Regions from separate parts of the Salmo salar genome. Here region 2 is linked to region 1. Evidence: chromatin contacts called from public Hi-C data. All regions are on one chromosome and are shown on one strand. Each heading gives the region's core, a stretch centred on a gene start, on an enhancer-like site or on the middle of the called end of the contact. The rest is flanking DNA. Distances are from core to core; before and after follow the strand shown.

Region 1 (5,588 bases), core at 1,125-3,624:
GTGAGATAAGGGAGGTAAAGGCAAAAAAAGGCCATGGTGGCAGAGTAAATACAGTATAGCAAGTAAAACACTGGAATGGTAGATTTGTTATTTGAAGAAAGTTCAAAGTTAAAATATAAATAATATGGTGCAAAGGAGAAAAATAAATAAAATAAATAAATACAGTAGGGGAAGAGGTAGTAGTTTGGGCTAAATTATAGATGGGCTATGTACAGGTGCAGTGATCTGTGAGCTGCTCTGACAGCTGGTGCTTAAAGCTAGTGAGGGAGATAAGTGTTTCCAGTTTCAGAGATTTTTGTAGTTCGTTCCACGCATTGGCAGCAGAGAACTGGAAGGAGAGACGACCAAAGGAGGAGTTGGCTTTAGGGGTGACCAGAGAGATATACCTGCTGGAGTGCGTGCTACAGGTGGGTGCTGCTATGGTGACCAGTGAGCGGAGATAAGGGGGGACTTTACCTAGCAGGGTCTTGTAGATGACCTGGAGCCAATGTGTTTGGCGACGATTATGAAGCGAAGGCCAGCCAACGAGAGCGTACAGGTCGCAGTGGTGGGTAGTATATGGGGCTTTGGTGACAAAACGGATGGTAACTCTCTTTCACCCAGATCACCAGACACACCACTTTGGTTGAATATGTTCTGAGCAATAAAGTGCATTGAACCATTGCCTGACACAACATATCACCTTGAAGGTGTAATAATCACAGGCCTATATTTGATCATTTTCCTATTGGCTGGGCTAGGTTGCCTAATGGGCAGATAGCCTAGTGCTTGGGCCAGTAACCGAAAGGTTGCCACATCAAATCCCCCAGCTGACAGGAATCTGTTGATCTGCCCCTGAACAAGACAGTTAATTTGTTCTTACCTGACTTGCCTAGTTAAATAAATAAAATACTGCACAATGATGAATAGGCCTCTTTAAACTAATATAATTTTTTATTGAACTAGGCAAATCAGTTAAGAACAAATTCCTATTTACAATGATGGCCTAGGAGCAGTGAGTTACCTGCCAGAATGACAGATTTTTACCTTGTCAGCTCGGGGATTCGATCTAGCAACCTTTCAGTTACTGACCCAATGCTCTAACCACTAGGCTACCTGCCTAATTGTGTCTAGCCTAGATGCTTTTAGTAGATGTATTGAAAATAATAGTGACATATTATCCTATTAAAACGTACATTAGCTCATGTCTTGGTTTAATAATGCTGTTTGTCAAAGTAGGCCAAATCAACTAACTTATTCTACACACAACACAAGTATAGGGCACATAGCTTTATAAGTTGGGCACATCTCCTTATAGCCTAGGTCTTTTAGGGCACTAGAACAAAGTGCATGGTCATGGTCTTTTTATTAGCCCACCTGCATACGAATTTACAATGTGGATACCTGCCTACAGTAGTCTAGCTCTCTGACTTAAGCCAAATATATTCCTCACAATTTTATATGACTAAATAGCAATAATAGAGTTGGTTCAGGCTATGTGAATCCAGTGTGGACTATTTTGACAGACTATAAATATCCGCAAACCCCCTCTTCAAATATCAAGTAGTAAACGAGGTCTTAATGTTTAAAGTCAAGTCTACAAGTCTAGAGCTCAGTCCAGTTAAATTATGGTCCAATGACGCTGATCTCACTCTACAACATGGTCTCAGAGCATTTCGTATTATTCTATATATAAATCCGAGGCATGTATGGGATGTATTAATTTGTGGATGTCTATCATCCATTTCGTATGATATGTTAGGAATTACAATTGGTACAATATGTTACGAATTTACAAAACATATGACATGTTAGAAATTCCAATTTGTTGTCGCTAACTTTAGGTAGGTGACTAACTCTAGCTAGCACTAGGGTTTAGGGGTTAAGGTTATGAGTTAGGTTAAAGGGTTAAGTTTAGGGGAATGGTTAGCTAACATGCTAAGTAGTAAGTAGGTGCTAAAATGCTAAAGTTGTCCGTGATGGGATTTGAACACACAACCTTTGGGTTGCTAGATGTTCCCGTTATTACAACCAACCACCCACCCTATCTTCTGTAACCATATCAAATGTAACATATAGTAATTAGAGTATTCCAGATTGACATTTATTATGTTACGTCTAGTCTATGAGACAAGTCTGCACGCGGGGAATTCCCGTATGGAAAGTGCCTTGTCATTCCTCGGCCTTCCATTTTACCCTTTGGCGTCGCGTCCCACCCATTTGTTTACATTACCTTGCCTTTTGCGCACAATAACAGAAGGCGAATAGAGCTTTGTCATTTTGGACCGTGGACTTCCCCCCCCGATGCCGCACGAAACCCTCGTGATTGGCTAGACCGACGTATAAATATTACACCAGCCGTCGTATTAAGGTTCATACGCGGAACTGTACCCAGAACAGCGAGACGCACTGACAGCGAGCTTACAGTGGAGCCGGCCTTTAACATTTTAACTGCGCAACAAATATTTTACAGCGAAAAATTGGGCTGAAAGTAAGTCGTGAGAAGACTCGACTATGTCTATGACCGTGAAAGCCTATCTCCTTGGGAAGGAACACATACCGAAAGAAATTCGTCGCTTTGCTGTCGACCAAGATGTTTCAACGAGTTTTGAGTATTTGAATCGAAAGGTTGTTGATGTTTTCTCAACACTGCGAAATGTCCCCTACCAAATGTTTTACAAAGGTAAGCCTATACTGTCAAGTGTTTCATTACAGGCCTATGGTACAGTGTTTTCGATCGTGTTATTGTCATCAATATTTCTGGCGGTAATTTTGTTGTAATATTCCATAACATCGCGCCCGACAAAGTAATTGCTAACTTAATTAGTAATTGCTAACTAAAGTTATTGCTAACTTTACTACCTAGTTTACTTGAGTAGGCCTATCAATTGATTAATGTCGTGTCATAGGCCTAGACCAAAGTGCGTCAATAAATTAAGTGAAATAATCTGCTGATTGAAAGTTTCAATAACAGGAGTGAGCTTGACGAATAACAGTATAGATCTCAAGATGACAATTTGTCTTTATGCACCAGAAAAAAATCTGGTAGAACTGGTACACAGAACATTATTGAAGTCTACATTTGACATTGCATTTCATAGTGAATGTCAGATCGAGAGTGAGCAGCAAATAGGCTGTTACATGTATGTCATATATGCAATGATGTATACCTGTTCTACTACATTTCTCTGAGATCGCTCTACTTGTAGGCCTACCATCAGTTCATAGTGGAATAACTTAGCAACAGATGGCATTAACACCCCCCCCTCCCAAAAAAAGATCAAATCCTGTAAGAGCTCTCCTCCCAAAAAGGGAATCAAAGTTGACCAATTACATACAGTAGTATTATTGACTAGTACCACATCACAAAATTGATGTTTTCCATATTGGGCATCAGGGTTGGGGTCAATTCCATTACAACTCAGTCAAACCAGGAAATTAATTGTTTTTCAATACATGACTTGAAATGAATGTATTGAAAACATTTGGGAATTTTCAATAACTGAACTGGAAATTGACATAGGTGTTGGTCTGAGCACAACACCTTTGTAACAACAGTATTCCCTTAACCTCTGTTTCAAATAAAATAAGCCAGTGAGGATAAGCTGTGGACAGATTTCCTTACTAGTGAACTCCTACTGCTATTATCTAATCATCTGGCCTAGATAAGGAGCTGACAGCAAACAATGGCTTGTGAAACACGTGAGGAGATCAGTGTGTGACAATGCATCGTCTTTTTTTGTTTACCTTGTACCCAGACGAGGACGGTGACATGATCGCCTTCTCCACCGACGATGAGCTCATCATGGGCCTCACCTGCATCAAGGACGACACCTTCCGCCTCTTCATCAAGGGTGAGTCTTTTGTGATCAAAGATGGTGCATTTTCAAATATAATATATAAAGATGAATCTGTCTGGTATTAAGTTTTTATTACCACTTATGACATAGCATTCTCATTGTTACTGAAACATTGTAGTTATTAATACCTACCCGCATATCCTTTTTTTCCCTTACAGAGAAGAAGGAGCACAGGCGTGAGTTCCCTGCTTTTGCCTTCCCGGGCGGTGTCCCTCCTTTCACCTTTCCCCCTCACCCTGGAGCACCCCATATGGGACCCCATGGCCCACCACCTCATGGTCATGGCCCTCACGCACCCCCCATGGTGCACCCCAACGTGACCTGTGATGAATGCGAGGGCCCGGTGGCGGGGACCCGTTTCAAGTGCACTGTGTGCTCAAACTACGACCTTTGCTCCTCGTGCCAGGCCAAGGGGCTCCACAAGGAGCACGTCCTCCTACCCATCTGGCACCCCTTCAACAACACATTCGAGGTGAGACACGTATGTTTATTGCTTATGTTTTAAAGTGAATATACTTGCAGATACACATCTGAGCAATTTAAAACTCCATTGGAACTGTTTTTTGGTCCAAAAACCTGAAGGGACATATCTATGTGTGGTTAGGGAGAGAAAAATGGCCTCTGTAGTTTTAATCTTGTTCTTCTACACAGTGGTTCCCTCGTGGGAAGTGGATGCGGAAGATGAGACACTGCATGTGGGCTCAGGCCCAAAGCCAAGCCCAGCCTGGTCCCTCTGGGTCCCAGCCTGGTTGTTCCCAGCCAGGCCAGGCGGCCCCCGAGGACAGTCAGCCATCCTCTGATGCCTCATCTGCTTCCTCCCAGCAGTCCCAGGCCAATATGGATTACCTGAAGAACATTGGAGAAGGGGTGGCAGCCATGCTTAGCCCACTGGGTAAGACCAAGTGAAAAGTGCCATATAATTTTTTTTAATCATTTATCAATCCATTATTAGAAATCTACTGACTACTCTAAATTTTAATGTACTGAAATTGCTTACTTACCTCCATGTTGCCTGCAGGTATCGATGTGGATATTGACGTGGAGCACGAGGGGAAGAGGACCAAGGTGACGACCCCACCTGGGTCAGGAGGCCACCCCGGTGCTCGGAGTGACAACGGGACAGGGAGGTCTGAGGGAGCAGGGGCGAACGAGGGAGACATGGAGGTGGACGAGCTGAGCAGCCTGGGGAGCGCCAGTGGTTTGGCTAAGGTATGACACACTGCTTTACAGCTTAATTACTTAATAATCAAAGTTAAAAAATCTGTTTCATTTTAATGAATGATACTTAATCACAGTTAATGGTGAAGAATAAAATTGCCTGTCAGAGGTGGTATGTGTTGTTAAATATTGTATCTCTATGTGCAGGGTGGTAAAGACGCCGGGGGCAGTGGTGACGAGGAATGGACTCACGTGACCTCCAAGGAGGTGGACCCCTCTACAGGAGAGCTCCAGTCTCTCAGGGTGGGTGAGGAGGGCTCACTGGAAGCCCTAGGGTCCCTCACCCCTTCCCAGGGTCCCTCACAGGAACCTCTGAAGTCCCTCACTCTCGCTGAGGCCGCAGCCTACCCCCACTTGCCTCAAGGTACGATAGTTTTAGAATTCTCATATCCTCCATCCCAAGTATTAATTATAGTGATTCCTTATCTTCCTTGCTAGTAGTAACCACTTCAGTCAGTGGTAGTTATATCCTGAGTTGTGGCTTCAGTTAGGAATGTGTCAGTTGTGACTTTAGCTCATGGTTCTTATATC
Region 2 (5,588 bases), core at 2,027-4,526, 250 kb before region 1:
TATTTGTTACTCATCTTGTTGGCTGAGGAACAGTAAATGTGGCAGTTGTGAAATGGTAAAAGTTTGCATTGGAATTCAGTAAGGACACACACCGTTGCATCCTTGAGTTGCATGTTCTGTTAAGACATATCACATTTCGAATATGGTTTTCTGTCATTCTGTGAATTGTGGTGTACACCCTAATCAGGTTACGCAACCAATGCATATGGGTCCGGTACATTTCTCAAATGTCTCCAATTAAAATGCTGCCAGTCCAAGTGTCTGGCACCACATTTTCCTAACAGAAACCCTGATCTATAAGCCTACGTTGAGCTTGTTCTACAGATCACAGGGTCTTCCTAAGGGACTGTGGTCACTGGAGTAGCCTATAAGGTAAGGGTGGAGAATCCCCCCCCCCCCAACTCCTATCTTTCAGGAATGGTAACCAGGGCACTACCACCAAGGGATATGTCACCTCTAGAGCCAGGTCCCCTAGGGAGTGTCCTGAGGAGGAGCTGCAAACACAACGTGTGTGTGTGTGTGTGTACACAGCCTGATGCAGACTATCCTTTAGGAAAAGCCATCAGGGAATAAAGTAAAGTAGTAGCCCATTTCAGTGTCATATGAAGGCCTGAGTGTGTCATTGTCCATTGACAATTTCTTAGCCTGTTAGGGCTAGGGGGCAGTTTAATCAGGAGAGCTCTTAGCTGGCTAAATTCAGTCCACACACTGTCACAATTCTATTTCACTAGGCTAACACAGTTAAGGTTTTCCAACCTTCCCAAAAAGGCTATGCATTAATATATCTAGGTAGGTTATATGTAAGCTAATATATATTGAGCACATTGACAATACACATAAATGAGACAAACTTCACAGTGACCACATGGGTTTGTCATGCCAGTGTCGGAGGAGAAATTAACCTAAAACTTCACAACTTTTCATTGAACAGCTCCAAGCCCGGTGACAGTGCTGGTGTGTTCTTCAATAAAGGATTCTGCCATGTGTCTGTTTGTACACTGTGACTAGGGTGTTTCCCTGGAACAAGTCAGGCTGCCAACAAAGAGGGGATAACCAGAGGGGAGCTCACCACCAAAAAGCACCATGCATGTAACTTCACAATCAACTGACTGAGTGTGAGCGTGAGGGGTGAGATACAGGTGTTATTGGTGTGGGTAAGGCAAAGGAGTTGTTGTTGACTAGCTAGGCCCCAGATTCCTCTCTCTTTTGTGGGAGATAGGAGCTGGAAGGATGGCTGCCGTCCGGGGGGGCGAGGGAAAAGACGAGGTACCTTGTAGGCCAGGGGTGGTGGGGTGAGGGACGGATGGATAAACATGAGAGGAGTGGCAAATTTCACTTTCTCACCACAGGCTGAAGAAGTCATGGGGCTAAACAAAACAAACCACCACACTGGAGGTGAGACCTGGGAGGCCTTGTTATGCTGCCAAGTGGACACCATTCCCCCATTCACGTCATGCCTCAGTGGTCACATGCATTCAAGTGAGGGGCCAGAGGAGATACAAGGAGGGGGAGGGGACAGTATAATCAATCAGTGCTCAATCAACACACCAAAGACTATTATCAGCCAGCCAGTCTTCTGAATTCATTCCATTCAGTTCACTCTGTATTTGGGGAAAAACAGTGCCATCTACTACAGAAACAGACATCTTGCGCAAGACGTTGCACAGTGCTTTCTCAGTGTATCCCCTCATGGATAAGCAACATTCAGCCTCTGATAATGGATAGACTAATCTGTGCTATGAAGTCCAGTCTAGATCATACTGTAGGGATATAAGTGTGGGTGTGCGGTGGGTTTAAGCAGATAGGAAGGATAAGGACCCAATGACCCTCATGTGCCTTGACTGTCTCAAAGAGAGAATGGAAAAGACTTAAGACTAAATAAAAGCAAAAATATTTTAAAAACATGCAAGTCTATTGTACCATTCAACATTAGTTGCTAGATTAGGTCAACAAGAGCGTGGGGTAAAGGTGCAATCATCTTGTCAATGTACACAAAATGTAACAGCTTCTCCTGTGACCATAAATATTACCCACCAGAAATTAGAAGTTGTTATATAACCATGGGTAAACAATAAAACGTCCAACTTCCCATTCATATAAATAAATATTTTCCATTCAACTCTAGAAGGCCATTTCCATTTCTCAGATAGCTAAAGAATGTGTCAACCATTCAATAAGATAACACAGGCCAAGTCCTTTGTTCAGATGTGTTAACTCTTAAAGCTACATTTCCAAGAGGGTGTTGAATGCATCAGAGGAAGTGGGTTTGAAAAACTGGTCAGACTTCAACGCGTTTCATCCCTACCAGCAATACCCGTTTCCATGTGGCCATTCCTACAAGCAGGTTCATGTACGTCTTAAGGGAAATTATTTCAGATACAATAACTACCTGTAGCTAGCTCCTCACTTGATAACCCCCTATTTGAAGTGCGTAGGTCTTGTCACCCACTAATATCCAACACAGCCAAAGAGATAACAATGACCAAACTAAAAAGGACATACCGATAGGTAATTAACGTTAGGGCACAATGTCACATTAATCCATTCGTTAATTTCCTTGTGCTCGAGATTTAAATAGCCATGGCAAATTAATCACTATACCTTAGTTTCTCACCATGACACATCGACTACTCTTTCTGATAATATACCTACGTGATTTTTGTTACAAACGTTCAGACATGTGCACACCAAGGAAATACTTGTCAATTTCCTTACTTCAGCTTGAGGCGGGTTTTTATTTAACCACTTAATTGCTGACATTAGATGCATGCCACAATGTATCCTTGCCTACAGTAGCTAACGTTAGCTGACTAACACACTATCAAAATGTCTTGGCTAACTAACGTTGCACAATGAAAAAAGACGGCAAAAGGGACACACGAGCAACTGTGTGCTACTAACAGAACATTTCAACGTTCATTTGTTGGATAACAGTAGATATCTTTATTTTACTAACGTTAGCTAAATTAGCCTACTAAATAGCTGGCCTCTGTCAGCTACTAACGTTAGCCAGTCCAAGCTAAGACCACGCACCGTTTCTCGAGCTGATTCATTATGATAAATACAGTTAAAAGATTCTGGACAGCATCGTATGCAACTGAACAAGCTGGGTAAATGTAGACTGAAATAATAATTACGCGAAGTAGCTATATTTGAAAGAAGTGACATTTGTTCGTCATTACGTACCTCCTGCTTCGATGTGACACCTTGAACTACAGTAGGATCACGTGTGACTTTGGGGCATGCACTTTGGATTAGTAGCCACACCTTCTCCAATTGTTTATTGGTTGCTGAAGTGAAAACGTTGACGTTTTCCGGGAATTTTAAGAATTGGATTGCTTGTGCTACATGTCAATCATAGTAAATGGTCTCCGCCCCCAATCCGAACCCCGTGGACGGCGATGATTTGTCCAACTGTAAGAGGAAATGTATGCTGATTGGTTTTAGTACGACAGGGTTTACACTAGATAACACAGCCACAAAGTAAGATTCCATAGCCACAAAGTCTGAATTGGCAACAAGAAAATGTGAGGTTAGGGTTAGGAATAAGGTGAGCCATAATTATGATTTTGTGGCTGTGTTAACTAGTGTTAATAAGTGACGACCATAAAACAAGGAAAAACAAATTATAATGCAGCAGGGACAGCATTTACTGATGATTGATGACATTTTGTAATGTATCATCAATTAATAATGTATGCACTTTGTGAAGTTGGCTAGAGCTGAAGCAAAGAGAAAGAAGAGGTGTGAGTGAAACAGTAAAGTGTAAATAATTGATCAACTAAAGCACTGATTTGATGTTTCTGAATGTTAGGTCTATTGAATTAGATTTTTTTTAACCTTTATTTAAAAACAAATTCTTATTTTCAATGACAGCTTAGGAACAGTGCCTTGTTCAGGGGCAGAATGACAGATTTTTTACCTTGTCAGCTCAGGGATTTGATCTTGTAACCTTTCAGTTACTAGTCCAATGCTCTAACCACTAGGCTACCTGCCGCCCAGGTAGCCTAGTGGTTAGAATATGGTGGATACTTATTCAATAAGGTACAATTAATTAGAATACCGCTCTTTTTCCTCACCATGATTATCAAAAACCACAAAATTCATATTGCATGTCCCCATCCTGGCCAAATGTAGGTGTGTTCGAGCCCCATAGTAACGGACAGGATTTGTGTAGTGTTACATTATATTGTATGGAGTATAATGTTTAAAAATAAATGCTGTATTCTATACATTGTTATTCTGAAGTGCACTGTCTGTATGCAGCTAAATGAAAATATTAAATAGCCTACCCTACAAAACATCACAAAAGATTGTCACATAGTAATAACTACACATACTCTCTTGCATCCAACCTACTGCAATAAATGGGACATTGCAGTCACATGGTCCATTGATGACAGTATGCAAGGAATGTGACCCTTGCACATTCATAACAGCAAACTAATCCACATATAGGCGAGATTAGCATACTCAGATTTGCATTGAATTGACAAGAGATTAACTTTGAAAAAACAAAAACAAGTCAATTGAAATTCTGTCTTTATTACAATTCACAGATTGGATAGAAGATAACGTCATTAAATATATTTTATCTAAACGATACAAAATACAACGTATAATAGCAATGCATTCCAGTGGCTCTTACAAGAAAATAAAACAATTTCTCCTTCTTAGCACAGGGCCGGTCAGAGTCATTGGGTACAGTTCAGATTTTTCTGTCCATTGCCCTCCGTTGATTTAATGCAACCGTGCACCTGCTATTGTATAGCGGCCATACCAACAACATTGATGGGGCTGCTAAGACAAATCGTTTTGGCACAACCTCCAGTTTGCGCTGACTGACCCTGGAGTGCACACCTCAATGAACGGAAAACCAGTTTATTTCTGTCGTTGCTGAGAAACTGTGTTGATGTTGAACAGAATTAGCAACTGTTGCCTGTCGGTATTCGATAGGAAAGCGGCCTCGAAGCTGCTATAAGTTCCCAAGCGTATTATTTTTCAGTACACGCGTATTGGCTGAAATCCCATAATATTGTTCTTTGCCGACACAACTCTTTTAGATTTTCGATCAAGAGCTTTCAAGGGTTTTGTGGTAGGGCTCTGGGAAAAAAAATAGTATGTGGATCCAAGTATACAAAAGCAAATTAATGTGTCCCTTTACTGCTATTTACCCTTTGCATCGTAGTAATGCATAAAAGTTGAGTGTAGCCTGTGCATTTACAGAGCCTATTTGGAAGATGTACTGTATAAGTCTGGTGTCGGGACAATTACAGTCCTTGAATAAGTTTGACTTCCAACTCAATGTAATAGTAGTGCAGACTATGTGGAAAGAGAGGGGTTGTCATATTGGACAGTTTCTCTCTTTCAGACCTCACTTGAGTGGAACTTAAATCAGACAGAGGGGTCTTTCCTTGACTTCTTCATGGTCATTATGAGAAACAAAGATCCAATTGACAGTAAAGATGATTCTTCATGCATTGGTTAGAGCTACATATTTCTCTTACATCCGACCAGTCCAAACAATTACTCTGTAGCCACGTGCATCTCCAGTGGCCCCTTGGATACAACTAACAACATGTATCTGA

Evidence for each region. Hi-C and Micro-C count contacts between places; a contact is called where the count stands out from the background.
Region 2: a contact with region 1 is called in a Hi-C map of muscle, with 15 times the contacts expected there. The contact joins the promoter of canx here to the promoter of sqstm1 in region 1. A contact is called at or near these places in 2 of 3 Hi-C or Micro-C datasets (gill and muscle).

What each region holds. Positions count from the first base shown.
Region 1 is chrssa09:63,661,048-63,666,635 of Ssal_v3.1, reverse strand. sqstm1 (sequestosome 1) reads left to right here and starts at 2,374. Exons shown (of 3, transcript NM_001139753.1): 1 at 2,374-2,662; 2 at 3,738-3,759. The coding sequence starts at 2,494.
Region 2 is chrssa09:63,911,115-63,916,702 of Ssal_v3.1, reverse strand. It overlaps canx (calnexin), which reads right to left and starts at 3,276. Exons shown (of 14, transcript XM_014211981.2): 1 at 3,187-3,276. mgat4b (alpha-1,3-mannosyl-glycoprotein 4-beta-N-acetylglucosaminyltransferase B) reads right to left here. Exons shown (of 15, transcript XM_045723878.1): 15 at 4,526-5,588.